Regions from separate parts of the Sus scrofa genome. Here region 1 is linked to region 2. Evidence: chromatin contacts called from public Hi-C data. All regions are on one chromosome and are shown on one strand. Each heading gives the region's core, a stretch centred on a gene start, on an enhancer-like site or on the middle of the called end of the contact. The rest is flanking DNA. Distances are from core to core; before and after follow the strand shown. Region 1 holds the start of SLC8A3 (sodium/calcium exchanger 3). Region 2 overlaps SLC8A3 (sodium/calcium exchanger 3).

What was found. A called contact is a pair of places that touch in the nucleus more often than the background predicts.
Region 1: a Hi-C map of skeletal muscle shows a contact between it and region 2, with 8 times the contacts expected there. The contact joins the promoter of SLC8A3 here to the enhancer-like site in region 2. A contact is called at or near these places in 6 of 47 Hi-C or Micro-C datasets (embryonic fibroblasts, psoas muscle and skeletal muscle) and 1 of 2 datasets of contacts at active chromatin or transcription factors (skeletal muscle).

Annotation. Positions count from the first base shown.
Region 1 is chr7:93,795,429-93,798,806 of Sscrofa11.1, forward strand. SLC8A3 (sodium/calcium exchanger 3) reads right to left here and starts at 2,055. Exons shown (of 8, transcript XM_013989127.2): 1 at 1,844-2,055.
Region 2 is chr7:93,761,730-93,764,682 of Sscrofa11.1, forward strand. All of the region lies in intron 2 of SLC8A3 (sodium/calcium exchanger 3), which reads right to left. Among named protein-coding and RNA genes, the nearest start is that of SLC8A3, 34 kb to the right of the region's middle. Within about 2 kb of position 1,497, at least 12 of the 83 cell types and tissues checked have an H3K27ac peak or open chromatin away from gene starts, as enhancers often do. A contact at or near this core is called in embryonic fibroblasts and skeletal muscle, where this site is marked.

The DNA.
Region 1 (3,378 bases), core at 805-3,304, 34 kb after region 2:
GAAGAAAAACAGCTTTTTACACCTGGAACAAATCGCTTTCTTCATCTCTCCCAGTGGCTCAGGTCCTGGGGCAGGTCAGGCAGGGTCTGCGGGAGCAGGCTAGCTCCTCTGAATGAGGGCCTGTGGCTGTGGCGGTGGTGGTGGTGGTGGTGGTGGTGGTGAGTGGTGTGTGGGCAGGGTGGTGGTGGTAGGGGGGAGGTAGTTACACACTTCACCTCTCTCCACCTGGCCCCATAACGCCCAGAACACCGAGGAGAGGAGAACACAGGATGGGAGAAACCCTCCTTCTCCCCGCCCCCTTGGCTGCCGCCAGCGGGTGCGCTGGGGCTGCGGTTCCCGACCCGCGGCGGTGGAGTCCCGAGGTTGGGGTGCGCGCGTGCGTGTATACACGCAGGCGCGCGCCGAGTAGGTAACGCGCTCCCCTCCTAGCCCCCAAACCCGGCGGGCACTCACAGCCCCAGAAGCGCAACACGCCCTGGCACAGCCAGCACACACATGCACACATGCATCCAGCACGCAACACGGCACTCAGCCTCTCCAGTGCGCACCCGCCAGTAACCCAGCAAACCAGACACCCGACAGCACACACAAGCTCAATCACCTCCTTTCTGCGATAACTCCCCGTTTCCCCCACCCCGTAGCCACTAACGCTGCCAGAAGGCCGCCCCCCACCCCCTTCCCGGCACTGTATGCAACCGAGTACACTTTCCAAGGCACCCTCCCCCCACCTCTTATGACACTAAACCCACAAGAAGATAGTTCATATGAATGATCTTGAGAAAGAACTTAATTAACACCATGACTGACAAGCAGGAACCCTCACGGGGACACCCCTACCCACCCCCCAACCCCTGCCTCCCTGGCCTCGGCTGCCCGCTAAGGGGGAAGGGCTGGAGGCTCACCCAATTACTCACCGTTTCCTCTCAGTCTCGAGCGCGGTGGGCAAATGAGGGGGTGAGGAAGATGCGCGATGCCCCCGCCGCCGGGCTCCTCACCGGCCGCAGCGGTTCATCGCCCCCGCGGGCTGCCCGCCGGCCGCAGCGGCGTCCGGGGCATGTCAGTCCGCCGCCGCCGCCCGCCGGCCGGGCTCGTGGGCTCGCAGCTTTCAGGGAGCTGCGGGGCAGCGCATCCGGAGCGTGAGGGCTGGGGCAGAGCAGGGGGTCTGGGGAAGGGTCCTTGGATTCAAGGATCAGGAAGAACACCTCTGAAGACCCCCCGGGAAACCCAGACCGGGGTCGCGGGCTCGGGACTAAGCCCTGGAGAGGCCCGGAGTCCCGGCCGCCGGCAGCGAGGGCGGGGGGGCGAGGGGATCCCTGCCGGGAGGGGCAGCAAGGCTAGCAGCCCGGCGCGCCCTGGCGGCTCCGAGGGACCCCGGCTTGCAGTCGCGTCGCCGGGGCTTTCCCGGGGCTGGGAGCGCGCCGGCCCTCCGCCTCTCACGCCGTCACCGCGGGAGACGTCTCGGCCTCGCCGCGCGCGGAGGGGACGCGCGGAGGGGATGGTTTCTGGGCGAGCCGCGAGCTTTGCCCATTAAGCTGCAGCGAGAAGCCAAATCAAAAAGCCAATCTCCAAGCCTCCAAACCCAACGTCACCCTATCAGCTGGGAGGGAGAGAGCCGCACGGAATGACAAGCCGCGCATATTTATCCTCGCGCGCCGATGGGGGTAATTTTCTGAGAGCTTCCCGACCAACAGCGGGGAAGCCGAGCCGGTATCTCGCGTCCAGAGAGCCCCCAGGACCGAATGCGGACGGAACCCCTAGACCACAGCCACCCACCCAATCGTTGGATCCCGGTGCCCGGCGCCTCCCGACCGGCGGCAGTTCCGAGACGGCGGAGCGTCCTGACCTGGATTCCGCGGCGTCCAGAGCTCCGGGCAGCGGCGGGGAGGGCGGGCAGGAGGGCGCTCAGCACCGGCTTTCCCCTTGTCCTCAGGAGACGCCGCCTGCAATTCCGAAATTAAGTCTCCACCAAACACATCTGTGGTTTTTAAATATAGCAGGGGACGATTACCCAGGCAGGGTCCACCCAGGCCTAGGGGAGGGGTTGAGGGGGGATGGAGGTAGGCACTGGAGGGAAAATAAAACTCCTTTCCCCCCACCCCTTCTTCTTCTTCTCCTCCTTTTTTTTTTTTTTTTTTCCTTCTGTTCTTGGTGCAGAACTCTGTCATTTTCTCAACCCAAATCAAACAACAGCTTGTGACAGGCGCTTGAGCGAGCGCTGGTATGTTGGCTTTGGGGTTTTTAAGGCTAAAAATAAGAGGGGGGCTGTCTCTCAAATTGCTGCTTATGCTAGGCCTGGAGTCTAGAAGAGAGATGGTCCTTTGATGCAGCAATAGAACCAGGGTTTGGGGCTTGGCTCATGCAAAGTGTACACATGCAGCCTTAAATCAGATGCCCCTAATTACTGCTATATTTGTCAGGCTTGGTTCTGGAGGCATGAGGGGTGTGCAGGCCTCTCCTAAGAACGGGGTTACACACCCCTAGTTTGTGGATGGCGTTAGGCAGATGTAAGATGGGCATGGTGGCCAGCCCTTTGTAGAGACACCTGTGCAGCTTCTGGGATAGAATATAAAGGTAAGGCAGTCGTTCCTCTCAGGGCTCTGCTGTTTGATGCCAAGTATGATGGGCCAACCAGTGAGAAGAACACTTAGCAAGTCTCAGCACCCCCTTTAGGCCAAGCACCCAGTTAAAGAATTTGATTGCCTTCTTTCAGGTCATCCTCTCAAAACTCTAAGAGACAGGTACAATTACTAACTCCATTTTTCTCAAGGATATTGAGCCTTACGTTAAATAACCATCTTAAGGACACAGCAGCAGAACCAAAGACTGGAATGAAGTGGAATCGGCTGGAGTTTCACTGATAACAACAGTACACACAACTTTCCAGATCCCTGGCTCCTCTGAGGACTGCTCTGGAACAAGATTTGGTCCAAAGAGATGAAGTGGGCATAGGAGCTAGGGTGGCATGTGAGTTCTTTCCTGGTGCTCTGACTGGTGCTCCTTCAGCAAATCACATGGAGGTTTCCATCCTGAGGCTGAGTCCTGGATGCCCTCCGTCCTAACAGAGCCCTGTGATCTCAGATCCCTGAACATTTATGGGCCTTGAATCCAGTTAGAGTGAGGGCTGAGACACTGACTCTGTAAGATTTCAATAACTTCTAACAGTGTGGGATTTCAGGATATGTCAATTGGTGGAATTTACTTTGTGTCTGTTTCCATGGAGATCCATGATGCTGACTGGTCTACAGTCAAGACCAGGAGGTAGCTGGTGGACCCATAAATTGGTACAGCTTTTAGGGAGGACAGTTTTGAAAGACATAGCAAATTCCTTAAAAAATGTGAACCTCTTTTGCTATAGTCATTTTAATGGTAGAAATTTAT
Region 2 (2,953 bases), core at 247-2,746:
CTGGGCATTAAGGAGTTTATTTGGCCCTTGCCAAATTCCTTGGGGCCAGTTGCCCCTGAATTAAAGGACAGCCAACTCTTACTGTTAAGGAAGAGTGCCCCAAGCCCTCTTAACTCCTTCCATATGAGGAGAAAAAGCCTGCTGCTTTCAGCTTCATCATCTTATTCTGACGCAAACATGTGTAACATAGTTGAAAGAATATGTGATTTATAATCAGAAGATCTAGGTTCGGACACTTAACCCTTAAAAGCTCTGTGTTCTAAGGTATATTACTTACTATTTCTTAAACTCAGTTGCCTAATCAGAGAGAAGAAAATGATACTATTAACCCTAAAGGTATGACAAATCCTTTACTTTTACAAGCGGGATTTTATGTTTTCATATAAATATTAGAAGTTGGACTACGTAAAAACAACAACAGTAATCTTCCCCTAAGGTCTGAACCATGCTGAAGCCTAGACAACCAATACTGGGCCCCATATTCTGATATAGTCTCCAGAATAGTCTGATCTCCCCTGGGGGGGTGGTCACCCTCTGAAAAACATCTTTAAAAAATAAGTGCCTAATAGTTTCAAAATTTTACATCAGTTAGTTCCTTTGAAAGTCAGCCTGTGGTTGTGTTTATTCTCTCCCTTTAAGCCCCAAAATAGAAAGTATGTCTTCTTCTAACAGTCCACACAGTTTAATTAAAATGTCATTTCTCTCTACTTTGGCTAGAACTATATTAACTCACTGTGGTAACACTCATTATTTTTTGCTGTATTTTACAAAGAAAATGGAAATCTAATTTTCATCTAAGAATCTTCTGACACATGGGTTCCATGAGGAGGGGTAGGTCATTAAAATGGCCTGTGGCGGGGGCTGGTTGGGAACCACTAGTCTGGTTTATGAAACCCACTGGGTTAGCAAGGGTTCTGGAAGATTCTAGTCTGACAAGAAGGTATCTGCTTCACGTGTCCTGTGAGGATTTATGTCACCGTGGATTCATCCAGGGACTAGAAGGTTCTGTCCTAGAGAACAGGATGAAGAAGAGAGTGACTGAATGAGGTTTCTCCCTGTAAGACTGGCCCAGTATTAGAGAGACAGTGGCAGCTTTATACTAATAATGGAGACTCCTACTTCTTTTATCCCATGAAGTTCTTTCCATCTCTCATCCCAGGATGAGAGTTGGCAGATATTTGGCTTTTCTTGTCACATCCATAGTCGAGTCCAGGTACAGCCTCAAAAATTCTTTCCAAGACGGCCCCTTGGACAACCACAACCAACTGACTGGAGCTGACACACAAAGAGTCCTATTTACACCCAGCCCTGTGCCCTGGGACACAGGGAACCTGACAGAGTCACACACTGTGCCACCTGGAGAGGAGAAGACTCTGGTTTCCAGGGAGTTCCTGGAAAGGCATCAAGTTGCAGCGGCAATGATAAGGGGGTGGGGGTGCCTGCCGGATCAGGCTAAGTCCAGCTGAGCAGCTGTCTAGCAGGGGAGGGGCAGGCAGGGAAAGACTGTCATTCTATCCCTGGCAAGCATGAGGAGCAGGGAAGCTTTCTGTGCTAGTCGGGAACACAGGCTGCTCTGGAAACCCAAACCCAGGAAGAGGTTTTGAAAGTGACTCAGTACCCAAATAGTGCACCCGAAAATGACAGCAGATCATCCTCTGACGCTGGTCTCCCAGAGAGGACACACCAGAAGAGGGCGAAGGGGGAGGAGTGACCCTGGTAGCCTGGAGATCTGTGCCACTGAGCATCATCTCCTAGGAATGTTTCTGTTGATCTGGGCGAGGCCAGTTAACTCTTGGCCTCTGAGTCTGTGGTCAGCTTGATGAATACAGTAGGGCTGAGGGCTCCAGAGGTGGCTGTTTCTCCTCTTCTCCAGCCTACAGCCCCAGCATTGACCACTGTCAAATCAGCGCTCTCTCCAAGGCACTGGAAACCTCATACACTGTATTGTTTTGAAGTGACGGATTATTGTCTCATCAGGGACTTCCTTCTCACAGTAGCACTGTCCACCACTTAAAGACACAACGGCTCAGGGAGCTTTACATGGAAACCCCTGGCAGCTTCATTTTCCCACCCCACCACCCAGTTATGGCAAGTGAACTGCCAAGTTGGGATGGCCAATAACTTGGTTTGACACACGGCAGCCAACATGTGTCTGGCCAGAGGGCTCTGACACAATTAGGTTGGAGAAAAAAAACGGGGTGGGATGGGGTAGAGGGACAGCAGATTCTGTCCCTTGGGACTGTGAGCTAGAAGAATAGAAAGATCTTTCCAGATAATAGCTCTGAGATAGGACTGCTGGGCTGGGAGGTACCATGATGAGCTGGAAGCAGTAAGGGAGAGGGCCACAGAGGGAAGCAGGAGGCAGAGACCAGGTGGCTTAGAGGGAGAGCATCAGAAAGAGAAGGTTGTCCCTAGGGCTCCACGGCCTCAGATGGCTTTCTCATACCAGTTCCAGTCTATGCTGGATCCTTACAATTCAACCTTCTTGTCTTAACATACAAACACTTTGTGGTGAAGGGGGAAAAGAGCACCAGAGCGAGTGGCTTGTTTCCTGGGAGATATCAGTCTTCTTGGTGTCCTCACACAGCTAGGATTTTTGTTTGTCTGGTTTTTTTTTTTTTGGTTCTGTTTTTTGTCTTTTTAGGGCCACACCCACGCATTTGCAAGTTCTCAGGCTAGCGGGTGAATCAGAGCTGTAGCTGCCAGCCTACATCACAGCCAGAGCAATGCGGATCTGAGCTGCATCTCACCACACCACCACAGCTCATGGCAATGCCAGATCCCTAACCCACTGAGCGGAGCTAGGGGTGGAACCCATGTCCTCATGGATGCTAGTTGGGTTCGTTACCGCTGGGCCAACATGGGAACTCCCCACATGGCTAGTTCTTTGTCCAAATGCCGGGCTTTCTTGAGGGATACTCACAGCTCCTTCTTGGTCATTCAAAGAATCATC